Regions from separate parts of the Macaca mulatta genome. Here region 2 is linked to region 1. The links are chromatin contacts, called in public Hi-C maps. All regions are on one chromosome and are shown on one strand. Each heading gives the region's core, a stretch centred on a gene start, on an enhancer-like site or on the middle of the called end of the contact. The rest is flanking DNA. Distances are from core to core; before and after follow the strand shown.

Region 1 (5,468 bases), core at 700-3,199:
GGGGTTTCACCGTGTTGGCCAGGATGGTCTCGATCTCCTGAACTTGTGATCCGCCTGCCTCAGCCTCCCAAAGTGCTGGGATTACAGGTGTGAGCCACAGCACCCAGCCCTTAAAAGAGTTTTCTTGTTGAAAAATTTCGGTAGGGAAAGGTATAATGAATTCTCTTGGTGAGAGAAAAAAAAATGGGACAAATCAAGTCGGTATGCAGTGAAAAGTCAGCAGCTGTAACATTCTATGATTCAACGCAAAAAGTATGTTGAGTTCCTCAGCTGAATAAGTAGTATAAACAAATAATTTCTTTTTCTTCTATCTCTCCATACAGGGAGGGTGTTGCTCTTATCTGAGGACCTCTTTGCTGTCCTCGACCAATGTTCAAATGAAGGTAGAAAACGCCCTTTTAAAAAAAAGCACTCCATTCCCTGAACTTTTCTAGAAGAATCCAGGCAGAACGTTTGCGCAGGCGAAAACACACAAGCTAAGCGAGGCAAATGCAGAAGTTGCCTCTGGTGATACAGCTCGCACAACGACGACAGAGGGTGGCCAGTGAAATCCCCTCCCCCAGGAGGGGAGGAAACCGCAGAATGTTCCTGACTCGGCACCCGGGCCGGTGGCGCAATGTTTATGTTTGTGTACCTAGCGCGTCGCGTCGCTGCAGCAGGCTGTGCTGTCCAGGGGGCCGTCACTGGGACTCAGGGCATGGATATCGCTGGGCGTTGGGGGCGGGGGGTCTTCCCAAGCGTTGCGATCCATGTCCTGGCAGTCCGCCCACAACGGCCCGGGATTGGATTTTGCCTTCAGCCTATAACGGAAGCGACGACAGGGAGCGAGGGTTGGGGCCGGCTTCTGTTCCGGGTTGGAGCCCCCCAGCCCAGCGCTTAGTGGGCGCTCACTCAGTATACTGCCTATTTGTGTAATAAAGGGATGGAGAAGCTCGGTCTGGAGCCAAGGTGACAGAAACGTGTCGGGCGGCCCCTGGGGGGAGCCGTCGAGTCGCGCTGCGGGTCGCCCCTCACCCCTCCAAACGCCAAACCCGGGAATCCACCGCGGGGCCTTGCGACCCCCGACCGGGATTTCAGCCCCTTGACCTGCCTTCCTTGGCTCCAAGTCTTCCAGGGGCCACAGACTAGGAATAGCATTATTTCCCGGTGGGGGTTTGCTCGCTTACACTTTCATGGCAAATGTAGATATTTTAAAGCCACCTTAAAGAAAGTCGGGGAAACAGGAAAGCATTGCCCTGAACCTCTCCGCCCCAACTCGCTCGAGTCGTTTTTGGTAGGAACGACTTTTCTATCGGCAGAGCTGTTCATTTTTCTCCAAACTTCATCTTAGGCGCCTCTGTGCTGCCCCACGCGCCGCCCCACCCCACACCCCAGTAGTGTGGTTCTGGGCAAGTCAGTAGCTTCGCTTGGGGAACCTCAGTTTCCCCGCCTGTTAGTGATGAGGAAATGAGAGAAAGGGGCACAAGAGTATGCAAAAGCGCAGGAAGCCCCTTTCGGCTCAGGTCGAAGGCCGAGGGGCACGGGGAAGGGGACTCGGGGAGGGAGAGACGGAGGAGCGGCGAGGCCAAGGCAGGTGGCACGTCGCCCATTCTCCCGGCCGCTCGCATCCCAGAGGTCAGCCTCAGCTGGCAGCGAGCCCTCCGCCTCCCCGCTGGGCCCGGAGCGCGGCGCGGGCCCAGTCCCTGGGGACGCGCCAAGAGCAGGCCGGACGGCAGGGCGGGGGCCGGGCCGCGAGCCAGCGCGCAGCAAGCGGACCCAGCTCCGAGGCTGATGACGTCTTCCCCTGTAGCTCGGCGGCGCCGGGCCGGGCAGGGCGGGTGACGTCACCGCCCCGTCACGTGATCACCATTCAAACAAACACCCTCCTCCCCCTGCGCGCGGGTCAGGCCCGCCCCGTCGCCCAGAGGCCTCATATAAACGAGCTCCCCGGATAGGGCTCGCTGCGAAGGACGTTCGGGCTGTGTGTGCGACGTGGTTCGAAGGGGCAGTCGGGGCAACCGCGAAGAAGCCGAGGAGCCCAGAGCCCCGCGTGACGCTCCTCTCTCAGTCCAAAAGCAGCTTTTGGTTCGGCGCAGAGCGACCCGGGGGTCTAGCTTTTCCTCGAAAGGCGCCGCCCTGCCCTTGGCCCCGAGGACAAAGAGCACCGCAGGGCTGATCACGCTGGGGGCGCTGAGGCCGGCCATGGTCATGGAAGTGGGCACCCTGGACGCTGGAGGCCTGCGGGCGCTGCTGAGGGAGCGCGCGGCGCAATGCCTGCTGCTGGACTGCCGCTCCTTCTTCGCCTTCAACGCCGGCCACATCGCCGGCTCTGTCAACGTGCGCTTCAGCACCATCGTGCGGCGCCGGGCCAAGGGCGCCATGGGCCTGGAGCACATCGTGCCCAACGCCGAGCTGCGCGGCCGCCTGCTGGCCGGCGCCTACCACGCCGTGGTGTTGCTGGACGAGCGCAGCGCCGCCCTGGACGGCGCCAGGCGCGACGGCACCCTGACTCTGGCGGCCGGTGCGCTCTGCCGCGAGGCGCGCGCCGCGCAAGTCTTCTTCCTCAAAGGTACGCCCTCGGGGAAGCTCGGGGCGGGCCGCACACCCCTGAGATTTTGCCCGGTACCCTCGGCTCTTGGCTCCCGGGGGGTCGCCCCACCTGCAGCGCGTGGGCGCTGGAGTACATTTATCTCTGGAACTTGTCATTGGCTTTGTTTGGCTCTGGGAACAAAGACTTGCCTGGGCCTTTCCGCTGTAAACTTCCAGCCCTTGGTGGGTGGGGGAGTCGTATGAAGGTGCCCTGTCCCGGCGTCACTGAGGAAAAAAAAAATGTCTTTGTATTCCCAGGAGGATACGAAGCGTTTTCGGCTTCCTGCCCGGAGCTGTGCAGCAAACAGTCGACCCCCATGGGGCTCAGCCTTCCCCTGAGTACTAGCGTCCCTGACAGCGCGGAATCTGGGTGCAGTTCCTGCAGTACCCCACTCTACGATCAGGTTAGTAGGTGTCCCTGCCACAGGGGAGAAGTAAGAACTGGCAAAGGCACGGAGGAGTGGTGCCAGGGAGAATATAGAAAGTGACCTGCAGCATTATTTATAACGGAGGGGACACAGGGATATGATTGTAGGCTCTACAGAAATGAATTTGCTGGTCCTGCCCAGGCAAATGGGCTTAGTTCCCTATTTATTTATCCTCCAGCAACAGAACTGAGTTCACTCGCTATCTGAAATTGACTTTTCCAGCAGAAAGTTTTTGTGGGTGTGGGCACTGGCCTTGGCTTTGAGCGAGCTTGATGAATGTTGGATATTTCTGGATTTCAGGGTGGCCCGGTGGAAATCCTGCCCTTTCTGTACCTGGGCAGTGCCTATCACGCTTCCCGCAAGGACATGCTGGATGCCTTGGGCATCACTGCCTTGATCAACGTCTCAGCCAATTGTCCCAACCATTTTGAGGGTCACTACCAATACAAGAGCATCCCTGTGGAGGACAACCACAAGGCAGACATCAGCTCCTGGTTCAACGAGGCCATTGACTTCATAGGTAAATGGAATGGATGCCTGGGGCTTTTCTGCCTCTCTCTTCTCATTTTAGCCCCTAAGCCCAACCTCTGTGGCAAGAGCTTGAAGTCTTATGAGCCTTCTTCCAGACATTCAGTATCAGTCTGGTGTGGGCAACATTCCTGCAAAATGTGAATTTGATTCAATGTCCCACTTTACAGATTTGCAAACTGGGGCTCACAAAGTTGAATTGACTGGTGTGAGATCTATCTGCTGAGTGGAAATCCCCAGTCTGAGTTTAAATCCTGTGCCATCCTTTGCGCAGTGCCCAAGTTGCTTCCATGAACAGTAGCCATGTGATGGCGTGTGGTGATGTTGACCATTTCTAGACAAGACACACATGACCTTTCTCAGATACACTGTACCTGGGCTTGGGGTGGTTCTCCTGAGCTCTCCAGTAACCAGCCGCTCCTTTTGTTTTCTAGACTCCATCAAGAATGCTGGAGGAAGGGTGTTTGTCCACTGCCAGGCGGGCATTTCCCGGTCAGCTACTATCTGCCTTGCTTACCTCATGAGGACTAACCGAGTCAAGCTAGACGAGGCCTTTGAGTTTGTGAAGCAGAGGCGAAGCATCATCTCCCCCAACTTCAGCTTCATGGGCCAGCTGCTGCAGTTTGAGTCCCAGGTGCTGGCCCCACACTGCTCGGCAGAGGCTGGGAGCCCCGCCATGGCTGTGCTCGACCGAGGCACCTCCACCACCACTGTGTTCAACTTCCCCGTCTCCATCCCTGTCCACTCCACGAACAGTGCGCTGAGCTACCTTCAGAGTCCCATCACGACCTCTCCCAGCTGCTGAAAGGCTGTGGGAGGTGAGGCTCTTCACATCCCACTGGGACTCCAGGCTCCTTGAGAGGAGAAATGCAGTAACTCTGGGAGGGGCTCGAGAGGGCTGGTCTTTATTTATTTAACTTCACCCGAGTTCCACTGGGTTCCTAAGCAGTCGTTGTGATGACTTAGCGTCAAGACATCTGCTGAACTCAGCACATTCGGGACCAATATGTAGTGGGTACATCAAGTCCCTCTGACAAAATGGGGCAGAAGAGAAAGGACTCAGTGTGTGAGCCAGTTTCTTTTTGCTCGCTCCTGTTTTTTGTAGAATCTCTTCATGCTTGACATACCTACCAGTATTATCATTCCCGACGACACATATACATATGAGAATATACCTTATTTATTTTTGTGGAGGTGTCTGCCTCCACAAATGTCATTGTCTACTCCTAGAAGAACCAAATACCTCAATTTTTGTTTTTGAGTACTGTACTCTCCTGTAAATATATCGTAAGCAGGTTTGTTTTCAGCACTGATGGAAAATACCAGTGTTGGGGTTTTTTTTTAGTTGCCAACAGTTGTATGTTTGCTGATTATTTATGACCTGAAATAATATATTTCTTCTTCTAAGAAGACATTTTGTTACATAAGGATAACTTTTTTATACAATGGAATAAATTACGGCATTTCTATTGAAATTTCAATGCTTTTATTTCTTTGGCAACCACACCCAGTCCCTCTCCCACTAGTGAACTAGGGAAGAATTTCGACAAGGGCCTGCAGAATGTGTTGAGATCTGATCCCTGTGGTGGCCCATTGGTCCCATGAAATGGCTGGGTTGCAAGGGAGGAAGACAAGTGAGTATCATGAAACACCAGATGCTACAACTGAACTCTTAGTATTGGATCAGTGTGTCTGCCCATGCCCATTTTAGCAGCTCTGTAACCTACTATGTCACCCAGGATGCTAAGGTGTCCCCAGAGCTAAAGCTAGGAGGAAATCGCCACTTGCTTGGATTACCTTTTTCATTTAATACCCTCCTCAGGTTAATATAAAAAGTCACCTGACCGTCTCTGAGCTGTGCTGGAGTTATGAGGAGACAAAAGTTTTTCCAAACACATGATATAAGGCAGTGTGTGCTACCTGCCCCCAGAGAAACTCAGCAAG
Region 2 (5,386 bases), core at 980-3,479, 180 kb before region 1:
GTTAGGTTGGTCTTGAACTCCCGACCTCATGATCCACCCTCCTCGGCCTTCCAAAGTGCTGGAATTATAGGCGTAAGCCACCGAGCCCAGCCTTGTCAATTCTTCTTAACGCCCACTGCCCTCTTTCCTGCCCCAGCCCTTGCTGCCTTAGTTTCTGGCAAATGTTTGCAGAAGCCTAAACAGATGAACAAAAGGTATCAGATATGGGGAGGAAAACGTGCAAACTATCAGCCAATCTGCCTCAGATGGATGATGGCTTTTTTAATGGTTTGTATGTGTGAAGCTGTGATTTCACCTTGCATATTCACAATAAAATAAAACTTTGTTTCCTGCTCTAATATTTCTTCCTGATTCCCAGGATGAAAGTCACTGTATCAAATGATCCTGGGGTCTGTCCTACCAGGAGTTCTATGACTTCTGGGGGCTTTGTTGCTGCAACACCCCTGACAGCCCTTGTTTTGGAAGACAGAGGCTCCTGAGACAGTGCTGGGGGTAGGGGATGTTGCAGAGGCAGGCACTGGGGTCACGTTCGAGCCTTGCCATTTGCTGGCTGTGTGTTCTTGGATGAGTTTTTTCACCTCTCTGAGCCTCAGTTTAATCCATTTATAAAAGAGGAACAAAATCATCTACCTTGAGGGGTTGCTGGGAGGGTTAAAGGAGGTAACTATGTAGTTACCTGGCACATAGTAGGTGCTTAATAGGGGTAGCTATATGATCACTTTTTCCCCTCATCCTGTCTGGCTAGGGAAAATATGATCTTCTTTTTTTTTCTTTTTTGAGACAAGGCTGGAGTGCAGTGGCATGATCTTGGCTCACTGCAGCCTCCACCTCCCAGGTATAAGTGATTCTCCTGCCTCAGCCTCCACAGTAGCTGGGACTACAGGCATGCACCACCACACCTGGCTAATTGTTTGTATTTTTAGTAGAGACAAGGTTTCGCCATGTTGGCCCGGCTAGTCTTGAACTCCTAGCCTCAGGCGATCTGCCCACCTTGGCCTCCCAAAGTGCTGGAATTACAGGTGTGAGCCACTGCGCCCGGCTGAAAATATGATCACTTCTTTAGGCAGCTGCCCCTTACACATTTCTGAGCACCTGTGTCCAGGCCAGGCCCTTCACTGGATGCTAGGGACACAGGTAAGTCAGACCTGGAGGTCATCATCAGGCCTGGCAACCAGGCAGGGCAATCTGAAGTCTGGGGGATTAGTCCCCTGGTTAGAAAGCATGAAGGAGGGCAGCAGAGAGGAACGTCTGTGGGTGGGGCTCCCTGTAGCAACTCTCCCTCATACCCAAGTTAAGCCCTGGCCAAGGGTCCTGAGCACCACTCGAGTTAAGTGAGCTGCACAAATCTTCAAGAATGATAAGTTTTGAGTAGCACGCAACGGGAGGGTGTCATCGCCATCCGGTACTTCTTGGTGGGCAAAAACCATCCCAGCCATACTGGCCCAACTGGCACTTTGTTTAATGGACTTCTGGCTGTTCCTCCAAAATAAAATCAACCACGCAAGGAAAGAGATCTGACACCTCTGAAGCCATCCAGTCTGTCACCACAACCCACTTGAACGCAATCTCAATCTCAAAAAGGGAGCTTCAGCAAGTGGCAGGGGACAAATGTATTGTGTGGGAGGGGAGCACTTTGGAGGGGATTAGTTGCATGTCGTCAAATATGATCTGTTTACTCCCTTAGCACTGGAATGTTCTGACAGAGCACAGAACATCGCTGTGAGCAAGGTGCCCCACGTGCCGAGAGAGGAGCTCCAGGAAGCCTGGCCAAAGACTTCCAGGAGGAAAAACTGTTTAGGCTGGGGATAAACAAGCCCTTTCGGGGCAATGAGACCCTGCGGGGGCAACCTGGGAGCAGCCAGGTACTTAACACTTGGCCATGCATCTGGGAGGCTCCACCTGCCTCTATCCTCCCTCCCTCCAGCCCACCCACAGCTGCCTCCCAGCCCCGCAGCCGCCACATGACGACATCCTGACCTAAGCCCCTCTTCGTCTCCAGCGCCTCTAAGGAGCTATTTGCAGAGGCCCCCATTTGCCGTTTAGGGGCTTTGCACGCAAGTGTTTGATTTTAAAAAGAGAGAAAGAGAAGCCACAGCAGGTGCCTCCACTTCCATCCCGGCCCCACCCCACCCTCCGAGGGCTCCCAGGGATCTTTGTGCCGTGTGTGTATGTGTGTGTCTGAGTGCTGGCGTCATCTCCACATCTGCTGCCCTGTGACAAGGGCCTTTGAAGCTCCACAATGACGCCATCTGCCAGGCACAGCCGGCCGGCTGGCTCCTTCAGAGCTGACCCCACGGTTACCATGGCAACCAAGGTGGTGGCACGGGGCCTTCAGAAGAACCACCAGTCTAATGATGTCAGGAGGTTCCCTGCAGCAGTGTGGTCCACGAGCCCGGGGCTTTGTCAGCCCATGCTTGAGCAGAGGTGGGTGGGGCAGAGATGGAGGACAGGCTGGTGGCCAAGGACAGGAAGAGAAGAAGGAATCATGGAGGCATTGGGTCTCTGACAAAGGAAGCGTCTTCCCTGTGGCTTCTGGGAGCCTCCTGCTCTCAGAAGGTCAGCGGCTCACTGGGGAGTCTGTCACCTGCCAAAGGGGGTGGCACGGCCTGCATAGGACACGTTACACTGGGCACCTCTGCGCATAGTATTCCCTTTCCCAGGGCCCTTTCTCCTCAGCTCAAGGCCCATCACAGGATTCCCTTCTTGGAGCTTCCCAAACAAAGGGGATGGCGCCCTCTCGTTTGCCTGCAGTGTCAGGCACACATCTCCACTACAGCCCCGTCAATGCTCCCTGCGCTCACTCATCTGCTCCACCAGCGGGGTCTCCTTGAAGGCAGGGACTGTGTATGATTCAGCTAACCCTGGTGCCTGCTACAGAGGTCGGCACATGGTGAATTCTAGCAAATGTTAAATGAATAAATGAAGTCCCTTCATTTCTCAGCCACTTGCCAAGTGATTTCTTTTCTTTTCTTTTCTTTTTTTTTTTTTTTGAGATGGAGTCTCATTCTGTCCAGACTGGAGTACAGTGGCGTGATCTTGGCTCACTGCAATCTCTGTCTGCCAGGTTCAAGCAATTCTCCTGCCTCAGCCTCCCGAGTAGCTGGGACGACAAGCATGCAACACCATGCCCGGCTAATTTTGTATATTTTCAGTGGACATGGGGTTTCACAATGCTGGTCAGGCTGGTCTCGAACTCCTGACCTGGTGATCCACCTACTTCGGCCTCCCAAAGTGCTGGGATTACAGGTGTAAGCCACCGCACCCGGCCAATTTATTATTATTTTGTGAGACAGAGTCTCGCTCTGGCACCAGGCTGGAATACAGTGGCATGATCTTGGCTCACTGCAACATCCGTTTTCTGGGTTCAAGTGATTCTCCTTCCTCAGCCTCCCGAGTAGCTGGGACTACAAATGCCTACCCCCATGCCTGGCTAATTTTTGTATTTTCAGTAGAGATGAGGTTTTGCGATGTTGACCAGGCTGGTCTTGAACTCCTGACCTCAAGTGATCCCTCTGCCTCAGCCTCCCAAAGTGCTGAGATTACAGGCATAAGCCGCTATGCCCGGCCATTACCAGGTGATTTTTAATGCCCAGAGTCTCAGCTGCTTTCCATACAACAGCAAACAGAAACAGGGACAGAGAAGAGCCTTCTGAACCCTACTGGGAGGCATGGATGGAGGGGGTTTCTCTGCTACAGTCAATGCTACAGGTGCTAGGGCCTCTGAGGAGTGGTCTAGACCTGCATGGAGGCACCAGGGAACCTACTTGTATCTGTGTGTGTGGCTTATCGTGGGAATGAAGTAGGAGAGCTGGAGTAAGACTCAGCACCAAGACCCACTTGGGGTGTGCTACCTGTGGGGTCTTGGGTGAAATCATTTGCTCACAAATCCCCTGATTTTTTGGGTCCTGGCGTCTGTGCATCTCCCCTCAGAGTAGCTACATCCATGTCCCTCCACACCAGTAGTACATGTGGGTTCCCATGGCTTCACATCTTCCCAATCTTTGTAGTAGCAGGTTTTCAATTTTTTTTTTTTTTTTTGAGACAGAGTCTTGCTCTGTCACCCAGGCTGGAGTGCAGTGGCGCAATCTCGGCTCACTACAAGCTCCGCCTCTTGGGTTCATGCCATTCTCCTGCCTCATCCTCCCCAGTAGCTGGAACTACAGGTGCCCGCCACCATGCCCGGCTAATTTTTTGTATTTTTAGTAGAGACGGGGTTTCACCGTGTTAGCCAAGTTGATCTCGATCTCCTGACCTCGTGATCCACCCGCCTCGGTCTCCCAAAGTGCTGGGATTACAGGCATGAGCCACCATGCCTGGCCTTCTTTTTTTTTGAGACAGTCTCACTCTGTTGCCCAGGCTGGAGTGCAGTGGAGTGATCCTGGCTCACCACAACCTCTGCCTCCCAGGTTCAGGTGAATCTCCCATCTCAGCCTCCCAAATAGCTGGGATTACAGGTGCACATCACCATGCCCTGCTAATTTTTGTATTTTTAGTAGCGCTTTGCCATGTTGGCTAGACTGGTCTTGAATTCCTGGCCTCAGGTGATCTGCCTGCCTCAGCCTCTCAAAGTGCTGGAATTACAGGTGTGAGCCGGCCAAGTTTTCAATTTCTGTCAGTCCAATAGGATTCAATTGGGTCTTTTAATTTTTTCATTTTTCTGAGACCAGGTCTCACTTTGTTGCCCAGGCTGGAGTGCAGTGCCACCATCATGGCTCAATGCAGTGTCAACCTCCCACGCTCAAGCAATCCTCCCACCCCAGCCTCCCAAGTAGCTGAAACTACAGGCATGCACCACTATGTCTAGCTAATTTTTTAACTTTTCTTTTGTAGGGATGAGGTCTTGCTGTGGTGACCAGGCTGGTTTCAAAATGCTGGCCTCAAGTGATCCTCCTGCTTCCACCCCTCTAGAGTGCTGGGATTACATCTTTGAGCTACTATGTCTGGCCTGAATTGAGTCTTGTTTTAAATCGCATCCCTCCAATTTCTAGTGAACTTGAGCATCTTTTCACTGCCAGTATCATCTCCTCTGTGAAGAGCTGGTCCTTGGCCTTGTCTACTTTTTTTTGGTTGTTAACTTTTTCTTGTTTTTTTTTTTTTTTTTTTTTTTTTTTGAGACGGAGTGTCTCACTCTGTTGCCTAGGCTGGAGTGCAGTGGCCGGATCTCAGCTCACTGCAAGCTCCGCCTCCCGGGTTTACGCCATTCTCCTGCCTCAGCCTCCCAAGTAGCTGGGACTACAGGCGCCCACCACCTTGCCCGGCTAGTTTTTTGTATTTTTAGTAGAGACGGGGTTTCACCATGTTAGCCAGGATGGTCTCGATCTCCTGACCTCGTGATCCGCCCACCTCGGCCTCCCAAAGTGCTGGGATTACAGGCTTGAGCCACCGC

What was found. Hi-C and Micro-C count contacts between places; a contact is called where the count stands out from the background.
Region 2: a contact with region 1 is called in a Hi-C map of fetal cortex germinal zone, with 3 times the contacts expected there. The contact joins the enhancer-like site here to the promoter of DUSP1 in region 1. A contact is called at or near these places in 4 of 14 Hi-C or Micro-C datasets (CD4 T cells, blood, fetal cortex germinal zone and 1 more).

Annotation. Positions count from the first base shown.
Region 1 is chr6:181,643,990-181,649,457 of T2T-MMU8v2.0, reverse strand. DUSP1 (dual specificity phosphatase 1) reads left to right here and starts at 1,949. Exons shown (of 4, transcript NM_001257450.2): 1 at 1,949-2,548; 2 at 2,827-2,972; 3 at 3,297-3,516; 4 at 3,959-4,986. The coding sequence starts at 2,182. The coding sequence ends at 4,329. It also overlaps a transcript of RPL26L1 not described here.
Region 2 is chr6:181,821,379-181,826,764 of T2T-MMU8v2.0, reverse strand. The region is part of intron 10 of ERGIC1 (endoplasmic reticulum-golgi intermediate compartment 1); the gene reads right to left. It also overlaps a transcript of RPL26L1 not described here. Among named protein-coding and RNA genes, the nearest start is that of RPL26L1, 21 kb to the left of the region's middle. Within about 2 kb of position 2,229, at least 11 of the 40 cell types and tissues checked have an H3K27ac peak or open chromatin away from gene starts, as enhancers often do. A contact at or near this core is called in fetal cortex germinal zone, where this site is marked.